Linked DNA regions of Triticum aestivum: region 2 is linked to region 1. Evidence: chromatin contacts called from public Hi-C data. All regions are on one chromosome and are shown on one strand. The core of a region is the stretch at or near the end of the contact, and the rest is flanking DNA. Distances in the headings are between cores, read along the strand shown.

What was found. Hi-C and Micro-C count contacts between places; a contact is called where the count stands out from the background.
Region 2: a Hi-C map of leaf shows a contact between it and region 1, with 8 times the contacts expected there. The contact joins the promoter of LOC123068360 here to the promoter of LOC123064486 in region 1. A contact is called at or near these places in 2 of 5 Hi-C or Micro-C datasets (both in leaf) and 1 of 1 datasets of contacts at active chromatin or transcription factors (leaf).

The regions. Positions count from the first base shown.
Region 1 is chr3B:26,569,493-26,574,655 of IWGSC CS RefSeq v2.1, forward strand. LOC123064486 reads right to left here and starts at 2,302. Exons shown (of 3, transcript XM_044487963.1): 1 at 1,887-2,302; 2 at 1-312. The coding sequence starts at 90.
Region 2 is chr3B:26,732,527-26,737,689 of IWGSC CS RefSeq v2.1, forward strand. LOC123068360 (cyclin-dependent kinase inhibitor 1C) reads left to right here and starts at 2,415. Exons shown (of 3, transcript XM_044490935.1): 1 at 2,415-3,071; 2 at 3,237-3,273; 3 at 3,373-4,470. The coding sequence starts at 2,583. The coding sequence ends at 3,431.

The DNA of each region.
Region 1 (5,163 bases), core at 1,052-3,551:
AGACCTTGGGAGTTCATGCCCAGGTCGCTTCTTGCGAGCCTCGCCGGTGAGGGCCATGGTGGAGGTTGACGGCGGCATTGGGGCTGGCATGGAGGATATGGACAACTGCACTGGTCCGATCGTAGGGGAGTTGGAGGGATGCGCCGGTCCCGCCGTGGTGGAGTTGGACAGCTGCGCTAGTCTGGCCGTGGAAGAGTTGGACGGCGGCGCTGGTGCAGCTGTGGGGGAAGTGTACGACGGCGTTGGTGCGACGACGTTGGAGGTGGAAGGCGGCGCTGCGGCGTCCACGGAGATGATGGATGGCGGCGCAATCTGACAGAAGGTTAAATGACTAGATATGTCAAAAGGAAGTAGAACAAACACCATATTTATATCAGAGAAAACATTACAGATTACACAAAATAAAAACTGCTATATCCTGGAAGGGCCCGGAAGCACGTCTCTTCTCCCGTGAACACAATAAAGCTATTTAGTTAAGAAGTCAGCATCAATCAACACTGATGCTGTTTCACAATAGTAGTAAGAGAAGATAACGATACGGTTTACCGTTTGGAAACTCCAGCTTGTTTCATATGAGACAAGATATAGGCACATCCAAAGGTACACCTTTCTTTTGTGGCTTGCATTTCAGTTAAGTCTATCTGAACTTATCTATTTTACAGTATTTGAAGTTTCCAAATATCAGGCACATCCAAAGATAAAGAGAAGTTAAATTTTGAACAGATCAAGAATGGCAAGGAATTGCTTCCAGAACAATGACACAATGAACCGCAATGTAAACCGCAATGTCGATAAAGCTGAGCTTCCAAATACTAGCCAATAAGGTACTATACTGGCTGCTTATAAAAGGCTCTTACTCCGTCAGTGCGATGGCACTAAGCAGCAGTACATGAAATTTACTGAAACATCTCCGTCCCTACTCCTCGGCAGCAAGAGTTTCAAGTATTTTGATTATTATTACTCCAGTTTGGTGCCCTGCGTCATTTCTATCTTTCAGAATGTATAAGATGGAATGCTACTGTTAATTCATCACTGATATATATTCATGGATTCATGGATTCAAAAAATGTTTGCAAATTAAATAAGTTCCCAAATTCAAAAAATGTTCACAAACTTAAAAAATCATGGGAGCTTAGTATCTCTATAGATGGAACTCATAGATATCTTTTTCACTCTAGCATTCTCCAATTATGCACGCATTCAGATTAGATTAAATCATACAGTATCACATATGTAGTCAACCGAGCATTGACATTTTCTTTTCCTTACGACCCCAGACGACCAGCATTGACATACAGTAGCAATGGATAAGGAGACTGGATTCTTTTGAAGTACATTAATATCGTTGTGACATTGTTTAATTTGCTATCGCTAGGTAATCATTTAGCAAAGGCGTCAAGCCACTAGCTAGCTACAACATCTTGGACTGAAGAATTGAACTCCTCCACTGCAGCACTGCCTCACTCCATTACTCTATTATCTCAAAAGGAAAAGCAAACACAATTATTGATGTGCATTCTACAAGCCCAAACTCATCTAAGACATGGTCACCTCTCTCATCTAATGAATCATCAGTTTCCTGCTGCTTGAAGGACATACAATTGGCCTCAACCTGGTGGTTTCGTCAGTAGGGCGAGAACTAAATGAGAACTGAAAGATAACATTTAGGATAAGAAGTTGAGATGATGACCGGCTGAAGTTGAGCACCATGCTTCAGTAGGCCAAGAAGGCAAGAACACATGTGGCAATTTACAGATCCACACTGTTTCGGAAGCAAATACAGGCGACAGAGATCCACTAGATTCACAGTAAAATTAAGATTGAAAGGATTGCATCTTCAGCCGGTCTCACAAGGCCAGATCTCAAGGGGATAACCGGATAGCTACCTTGGCAGGTTCTTCTTGGACAGCAAGAATCTTCTTCTTCTTGCAGGGAGGTCACTTCTTGCGAGCATCGCTGGTGACAGCCATGGTGGTGGCCGACGGCGGCGCCGCTGGGGCGGACATGGAGGAGGTGAATGGTTGCTCTGGTCCAGCAGTGGGGGGGTTGGAAGGCGGCGCTGGTACAGCCGTGGGGGAGGTGGACCGCGTCGCTGGTGCAGTTGTGGGAAAGGTGGACGGCGGCACTGATGCGGGTACGATGGAGGTCGAAGGCGGCGCTGGGGCGTCCATGGAGATGATGGATGTGGGCGTTGCGGCTTCTATGGGGTAGGTGGACGGCGGCGCTAGATCGGCCATTGGGAAGGTGGACGGCAGCGCTAAGCCGGCCATGGGGAAGCGGCAGCGGTGGCGTGCCTTATCCTAGCATCGTACGAAGAGGGGAACGAGGAAGACAGGAAGAGGGGAATTAAGTGGGTCATACGTGAAAAACGTGGGTCAGCCCACTTAGCCCACATTCTAAATCGCAGGTTACGCGGGCGTGCACGAGCACAAATTAAGTGGGTTTTTATGCGGGCGCGTGGACGACCCGTGTCCACTTGCAGCCTGACATCTGCTTTTCTCTTGTGCCAAAATAGCGCAAGTCAAACCGATAGGGTAGTAGTAGATATACTCATGTAAATGAAAAACACCCATGACAAAGTGAAAAGGAAAGGTAAAAAGCAGAGAAAAGAAAGAGGCGTCATGTGTCCAGCAGCCACAGCTTTGCACCACTCTCTCACGGATTGGACCGGATCGGCACGTTTCGGTGTCCGCGCTGCGCTGCACGCTCGCTTTTCCTCCGTCGCAACATTCAGCAGCCACCCAGAAGACACCTCGCTTGCAACTACTACAAGTGACATAAAGACATGGTTTATCTTCAAGCGCCAGCCAAGAAATAGTATCATACAGCTGCTGCCGTATTAGGACTTTAGGAGTGAGAGTGAGCAGGCGACGTAAATCAAGTGGTAAACTTGGCTAGCAATATCACTCAGTTTGAAATGGCAACGTAGTTGGAATTGTTCTTTCATTGCTAAGCAGGGAGGGAGAGAGAGAGAGAGAGAGAGAGAGATGGTATAATCCAAGAGTATGAGTATCAGTTGGTGTACCGGCTCCTCGGAACAAACTCTGTTTTGCTGTCTAGCAGGTTGATAATTTTTTCTTTCTTTATGTTATTAATATAGTTCCTTGTTGCAAGAGCGTCCAAGCTTGCCTCCTCTTGAAAAAATAATTCAGCAGGTCCATCGACCCCATCGGCGATGGGCGACGGCTGGCCTGCCCTTGGAGGGACATATTGTCACGCTCATCTTGACTAATCGCTGCTTTACAGCTAAGGATCAAGCTGTAAACCTAAATAGATTAGAAGGCATGTCCTGGGCGATTAGTACACGCTGCCATCTGCATAACATATGCATAAAGAGAAATATGCATATAAGTATAACAGGATGGGTCAGCAGATCGCTGCAGATCGGTCTGACTTTACAAAAACGATGATTGAGATACAAGCGGTCGGAATGATTTTTCTACGCCATGTCGTTGTCGACAAGTACAAGTGTGCAATTACATATGGAACATGTGTTGATGCGTTCTGTGTATGATCAGGGTCAGATGGCTAAGGAATCAACACACGCTGGTCCTCACAATCCTCTGGTCTAGAGTCTGGACTATTCAGACATGAGAAATATGCTTGCACAAGTTGGCGTCCATCCTTTGATGTCCCAGTTCGGTTGGCCAACGATCAACACGTACGCCCTGAATTTTTTTTCTTCGATGTGTCGCGCCTACCCGCGCCACGGCATGGCATCAATCTTTCCTTTATTGTTTTGCGATGCATCGATCGATCTTTCTGCTGCGACTGCACGTCTCTTCCTGGAGCTTTAGTTCCTACATACACTTGCGCGGTCGGGCACCGGATTCTTTCGCTCGAGCAAATGGACCCAAACAGAAGCATCGGAGGAAAGTTGCGTGTAAATTGTCCGGCAACAACGTTTGGCTGAAGCTGCAGCAAGTTCCTAAAGCAGCTATGCTTCTGGAACTAGACTTGAAGGCTTTCCTGCCTAGTTTAAGCAGGGGTTGGATAGGGTGGGTAGGCACTTACCGGGATGACCGGCTTTGCAAGGAAGCTTTATTAGCTATCTATAGGTACTACACTACACTACACTACTAGTGATTGAACTTGAGAGGAAGTTAAAAGCCAACTCGCTAAACGTGCTAAAGATCGTTGTGTTCTGTACTTCTTGATGAAAGACCAGTAGATGAGCTAACAACCAGCCACACTAACTGAATCCACCATTGCGGCCGCTCTGCTTTGGGCAGCAGAAATCAAGGGGAAATGGTCGGATAATGCATCATCAGCAACATGTACAAGGGAAAACCGATTTGCCCCCCTGAGCATCAAATAGTTGGGCAAGCGCCCACGGCCCCGTCATATGAGGGTAAGGATTTGATGATATTTTCTTCAGAATATTTATTGAAGTGCAGACTGGATTTATTGTGTGTGCAAAGTTTAGATTGTAGATGTTTGAAACATACAACTATAAGGAAGGATGCTATGAGATGAGACCCATTATGTTACATCATGATAAAGGCATCTAATCATAAAATTTTACAAGATGAGCCATTACACTTCCTTGGCTAAATTTCTCAACTTGTCAATCACCGGCGAGAGCTATGATGGTGCAACGACGACGAAGTTCGACCACGGCATTAGCTAGAATTTTGTGGTTTAAGCTCTTGGCTGTAATTTCCACTTTGTTTAGGGCCTTTTCGGTGTATCTATAACCCCATTAGCTAGTTGTAACGATGTCCTCTTTATTTAGTTTCTGCTAGTTTTAATCTTAAAAAATGATCAAATTGATCTTCAACACGATTTAAATTAAGAAACCTAGTTAATTCTGTGTAAGCACACCATCTTGCTAATTTTCACGAACATCATGCAAACCTTAGATTTTCACCAATGAGCGACACATGGGACTCAGAAAATGAAAGATATGATGCCCAAAATAAGTCAGAACCTACTACCCATTCAATCTCATCTGCTTTTATTTTTCCTTTGCCAAAAGATCACAAGTCAAATCGATAGGATAGTCGATATACTCTTCGGACCTCTAAAACACGCACGACAAAGTGAAAATGAAAGGTAAGAAAGTAGAGAAAAGAAACGGTGTCTGCACTGCACGTCACGTCCCTTTCTTTCTCCTCTGATTTCGGACATGAAAACCATTCCGTGTCGACATCTTCCACTCTT
Region 2 (5,163 bases), core at 1,165-3,664, 160 kb after region 1:
TGGAAGGCGTGGTAAAAAACAAAAACAAAAGCATTTTGGAGCTCTGATTTGTTTTTTTGGCACGACTTCCACCAATGTGATCTCGGGATGAAACTTTGCATGCACAACAAACATTTGTGAAAATACTCCCTCCGTTTTTATTTAGTCCGCATATTAGCTTTGGTCAAAGTCAAGCTTTCTAAACTTTGACCAAATTTATAAATAAAAATATTAACATATACAATAACAAACCAATACTATTAGATTTATTATTGAATGTACTTTCACATCATATATATTAGTTACGATAAATGTTTATATTTTTTTCCTATAAACTTGGTCAAACTAGATGAAGTTTGATTTCAGTCAACTCTAATATGCAGAGTAAATAAAAACGGAGGGAATATGTCACAGAAAAAATTCAGAATTTTTTGAATTCTTCCATTTTTTTTTTGATTTTACGGTTCACACCAGGAGCATTTGTTACTAGGTGTATTTTCAGGAAATATGGCCTTATTCTAATGTCCACCGAGAGATAATGAGCCGCTGGCTACAGTAGCTCGACGGGCTTCCTCCAGTCCGTCCGATCCAGGAACAGTACCAGAAAAACTTGAGTGTACTGAAAATACATTGAAGGGCCTTTATGACAGCCGGCCGGACAGTGTCTGCAGTCACAGGTCGATCCATGGAGGCAGGTTGGCAATTGCCCAACCATTTTCAAGTTCATTTAGCCACAGCATCGTGTACCCAGTTGTGGCAACGATGCTACGACGATTCACATAAAAATGTCTGTCTGTCCGCTCCACCTGTGAACACGGCGTAGTAAATGATACCTTCAGAGTTCAGACCGCTTTTTTCTAGACAGCTGCTGAAACAGCAGACACAGCGCAACAATGAAAGCGGAGCAGAGCGGGGTTAGCCCCACGTCCCGGCATCCGGCCGACCTGAAGGAAAGGTACGTGGCGCCGGAGGAGGAAGTTGCGGTGCGCCGATCGATCGATCGGTGGTTCAATTGGGATCCAACCACCAGCGCATCGCGCGCACACCCCATGTGCCACGCCCGGCGTCGGCCGGTGGCTGCGCCGTGCATGCGCCACGCGTGGAGCGGCCAGTTGAGAGCAACGAACCACCGCTCTCGAGGCGAGATCTCGCGCGCCAACAGATGCAGATTCAGATCTTCTCCTTCCCCTGGCCTTCCCCTAGGTGGCCATTATTGGCTCCCCGATGTTACTTGCGACTGCAAACTCCGGCCGGCCGCACGGGACGCACGGCATGTGGTGGCCTGGACTGGCCTCCTGCTCTCGAGCGATCGGATCCAACCACCTCCCCAACAGACCCTGCCTGCCGGCACCGCCTCGTGTCAACCGAGATCGTACTACCACGTTGCCCTGCCCGGCCTTCCCAACGGAACCGACAGTCGGGACATGACCGGTGGCTAATTAGACCTGGCCGAGTCCTCGTACATGGCCAGATCATTATGGCATCATGCGGGGGCGTGATCACCACCAGCGGCGTCACCCGCAAGTTGGATGAATCGAACCACTTGACAAAGAAAACTGGGCGCAGCCAGCCGAACGAACGTACGAAGGTTTTCTTTCTTCTTCTCTGTAATAAAGAAAAGAAAAGGATCCGTGACCGTCCGGTGCGTAGAGTACGGCCGAGGGAGAGAGGGGCAAGGCGGGCGGGGCGGCCATTGACGGGGTTCTCGGTCGCGGGGGCTGCCCGCCCTTTGGTGCGTCGCAGGGGGACGAAAGGGCAACGCCGTGTACCGGATCGGCATCGGCGGAACGCTGCGGCGGCCGTTGTGCGTGTAGAACCAGCGGAGCGAAGACCGTCCACATGCGCCGCGTCACCGAGTCAGTCCCGTGCTGCCGCCGCTTTAGTCATTCGCACGTCGCCGGCCGCCTGCCTTTCCTTTCTTTACCCAGAAACAAAATCGTGGATCACAGGCAAAGCTCGCCGGCCTAATTTATTCCCGTAGCCAGCATAGCTAGATCAGGCTTTCGTTTCGTTCCTCAAGGGAATTTACCCCATCCATCAGACGCTGCAGGACTGGACTGGAGCATTTTTCCTTCCCCATCGTGGCGTGGCTGCTTTGATTGCAGCCTTTGTACTTTACCCCGCAGCGGTCGAGCCCTGCAGGGCAAAGTTTGATCCCATCCCAACCGGCCAAACTCCCCTGCTCCGGGAACACCATGCTTTCAACTCGTGTGAGACCTCCACCGCCCGAATATAGAGGTAATAGCACCCCAGGTACCCTAACTTGCACAGGATGTGATGATCTAGTCCCAAACTTGCAAAACTTGATCAAGCCATACCTCAACTTGCATCTCATGTGATGTTTTAGTCCCAGGCCAATCACAGTGCGCCAATTGGCTGGGCCGGTCAGCGCGCGCAGTTTTGCACAAAAGCCCCTGCCGTTTGCCTAATTCAACCCGCGCCGCCTGCTCCCCTCGGCCGCCCGCAGCTCCTCGCTCCGCAGGCTCGCGCCGCCGCCGCCGCCCTCTCCGTCGGCCCCGCAGCTTCCTCGTCACGCGCCGAGCGCGGCCGCTGGAGCCGATGGCAAAGCTGGTGCCGCCCCTCCCGGCGTCGTCGCGCGCCTCATGGGCCTCGAGTCCCGGCCCGCCGCCCCCGGCGCGGCCGCGGCCGCGCCGCTCAGGCCGCAGAAGCAGACGAAGGTGGAGGCGTCGGCGGGGGGAGGAGACAATGAGCCGGCGCCGGTGGTCGTGATGCTGCCGCCGAGCCGGCGCCCCCCCCCGCGCCCGGCTCGCCCACGCACGCGCCGTGGAGCCACCACAGTGCCGACCTGCCGGCGAGGAGCCCCAAGCGGAGCCGCCTCGTGCACGCCACCGCGTCGAGGCTGCTGGAGCCGGGCGCGCGCGCGAGCTCGAGGGCCGGCGCCAGGCTGCAGGCCATCGCGTACGCCTGCTCCTCGCCGCAGCACCGCGGCCACCCCGGCGCCCCGCAGCAGAGCTGGGGCACGCCAGGCTGCAGACCAGACGAACTATTCCGACTTATCGGCTCCTGTCAATAATGCTGAGACTATATACAATTCCAATGATCAATCACCTGAGTTTCACAAGAGCTATCAGGTCAGTTTTGACGTTGCCCTACTGCTTCATTTTGTCAACCTTTTATATCTCTTACTTATGTTTACTTCAGCAATATTGATCAGTCAATCATGAAATTACCTCTTTGATAGTATGTCCATACGATGAAATTGTAGTGCTTATACTTATCACTTTGTCTAATGGTAGAGACTGCTAAGGAAGCACTTACATGAATCCATGCCTGGTACATTTTGTTTTACTGTATCATCTCCCCTTGCTTCCCTTCGGTAATTTCATTTCTGTGCAATGGTTTTTACTCGTTTGGATCTCTCTTTTTGATCAGCATGCACCGAGGGAGGCAGTACCGCCAATGTTCACCAGCTACGCCTTCTTCTTCTTTAGACGGAACGGAACACAACCATCTTACGGAATGCTGTTACAAAAAAACTGTACTGCAAAAAAACCCATTCTAGTTTCGTAACATGGATGGATCTGCCGTCTGCGCTATGTTACGGCAGTGAAGCTTCCGTCCTGCAGCTACCACAAAGACAAGTTTGTGACATGAAATTCTAGTTACAAACTTCCATCTTGAGTGACACCATCTTACGATTTGGATCTCAACCATCCACTGTTGCTACAAACACAAGGGATTCAGCGAAACACAACATCTGTTCACTACTACTTCGGTTACTCTGAATCTTTGACGAATAACTGCAAGCAGAAGACTATGAGCAGACGGTTTACTGCACGGAGGGAAAGCGGAGCAGAACTGGTCTTTGCAACTCATCAAACAGGCCTCGCAAGGGTTATTACAAATAAACTCCTTTCAACGGACCGCAAAAAATTTCAGTGTGGATTCATTCAGCTAGAGCATCATTTCGTATTCAACGATTTCTTCACACCCCGAAGGGCACCCCACATGACAGTTGATACAATGAAGAGGAGCACCCCGGTGCCAATGGCGTACTTCAGACCGAGGTTCATGAGCAAGTTTACCAGCAACCCCGCGAGAACCACTCCCACGAAGTTGGCGGACAAGCCTGACCAGAACGGCATGCCCAGGACGGACGCGATGATGGCGCCGGTCCATGCTCCTGTGCCTGGGAACGGGACGGCGACGAACAGCGTCAGCCCGAGCCACTGGAACTCCTCGACGGGTGCAGCCTTCCGTCGCGCGAGGCGGCCGAGGGGAGCAGGCGGCGCGGGTTGAATCAGGCAAACGGCAGGGGTTTTTGTGCAAAACTGTGCGCGCTGACCGGTCCAGCCACTTGGCAGCCAATTGGCGCGCTGTGATTGGTCTGGGACTAAAACATCACATGAGATGCAAGTTGGGGTATGGCTTGGTCAACTTTTGCAAGTTTGGTACTAGATCATCACATCCTATGCAAGTTAGGGTACCTGGGGTGCTATTACCTCCCGAATATAATATTTCCAACTCATACTATGACATCTCCAGTATGCTCCTGGTTGTAGCAAATATCATCGACATTATTGCACGATTAGACAGTGACCTGTCATCGGGAAGGACAGGCCCGAAAGGGATCCCAGCGAGGGAGAGGACAGCCTCCACGTCATGCCCGGTGCTCGAATATAGAAAAAAGAGGAGAAAATTATGAACGGTCAATCTCGCCTCGCGCTGTCGCGCAAACTCATTTTTCAAGTGCCATTGACAAAATTAGCCGTCGGGCAACAGCTAGCTTCGGCGAGAAATACGATCCATAATTTCTTGTCTGGCTGTCTTCAATCAACTGTGTCTATAATTTTTTTAGTGGAGAGAGAGAGAGTGTGTGTGTGCCCAGAGTCCAGACAGTTTGACACGACATGTTTCCACGAGAGTTTCGTGACAAAATCGATGTGTTTGCGAAGACGGCAAATCCAAATGTAATGAAATGGCTGTATGATTTTTCTTAATAAATTAATTAATGTATTGGAGGGGTTTTCAAAAAAGTAAATATATAATGAAACGACAGATTTTTTTTCTCTGGATGGCTACACGGAGACAGCTAACCTTGAAGATTCTCTGTATACATACGTGTGGACGAAAAACACAACGTATAGAAGTATGTATTGTTTATTTGATGAAAAATCAAGACACAACATAGTATTTCTTTTTTTGAAAAAAGCACAACAATAT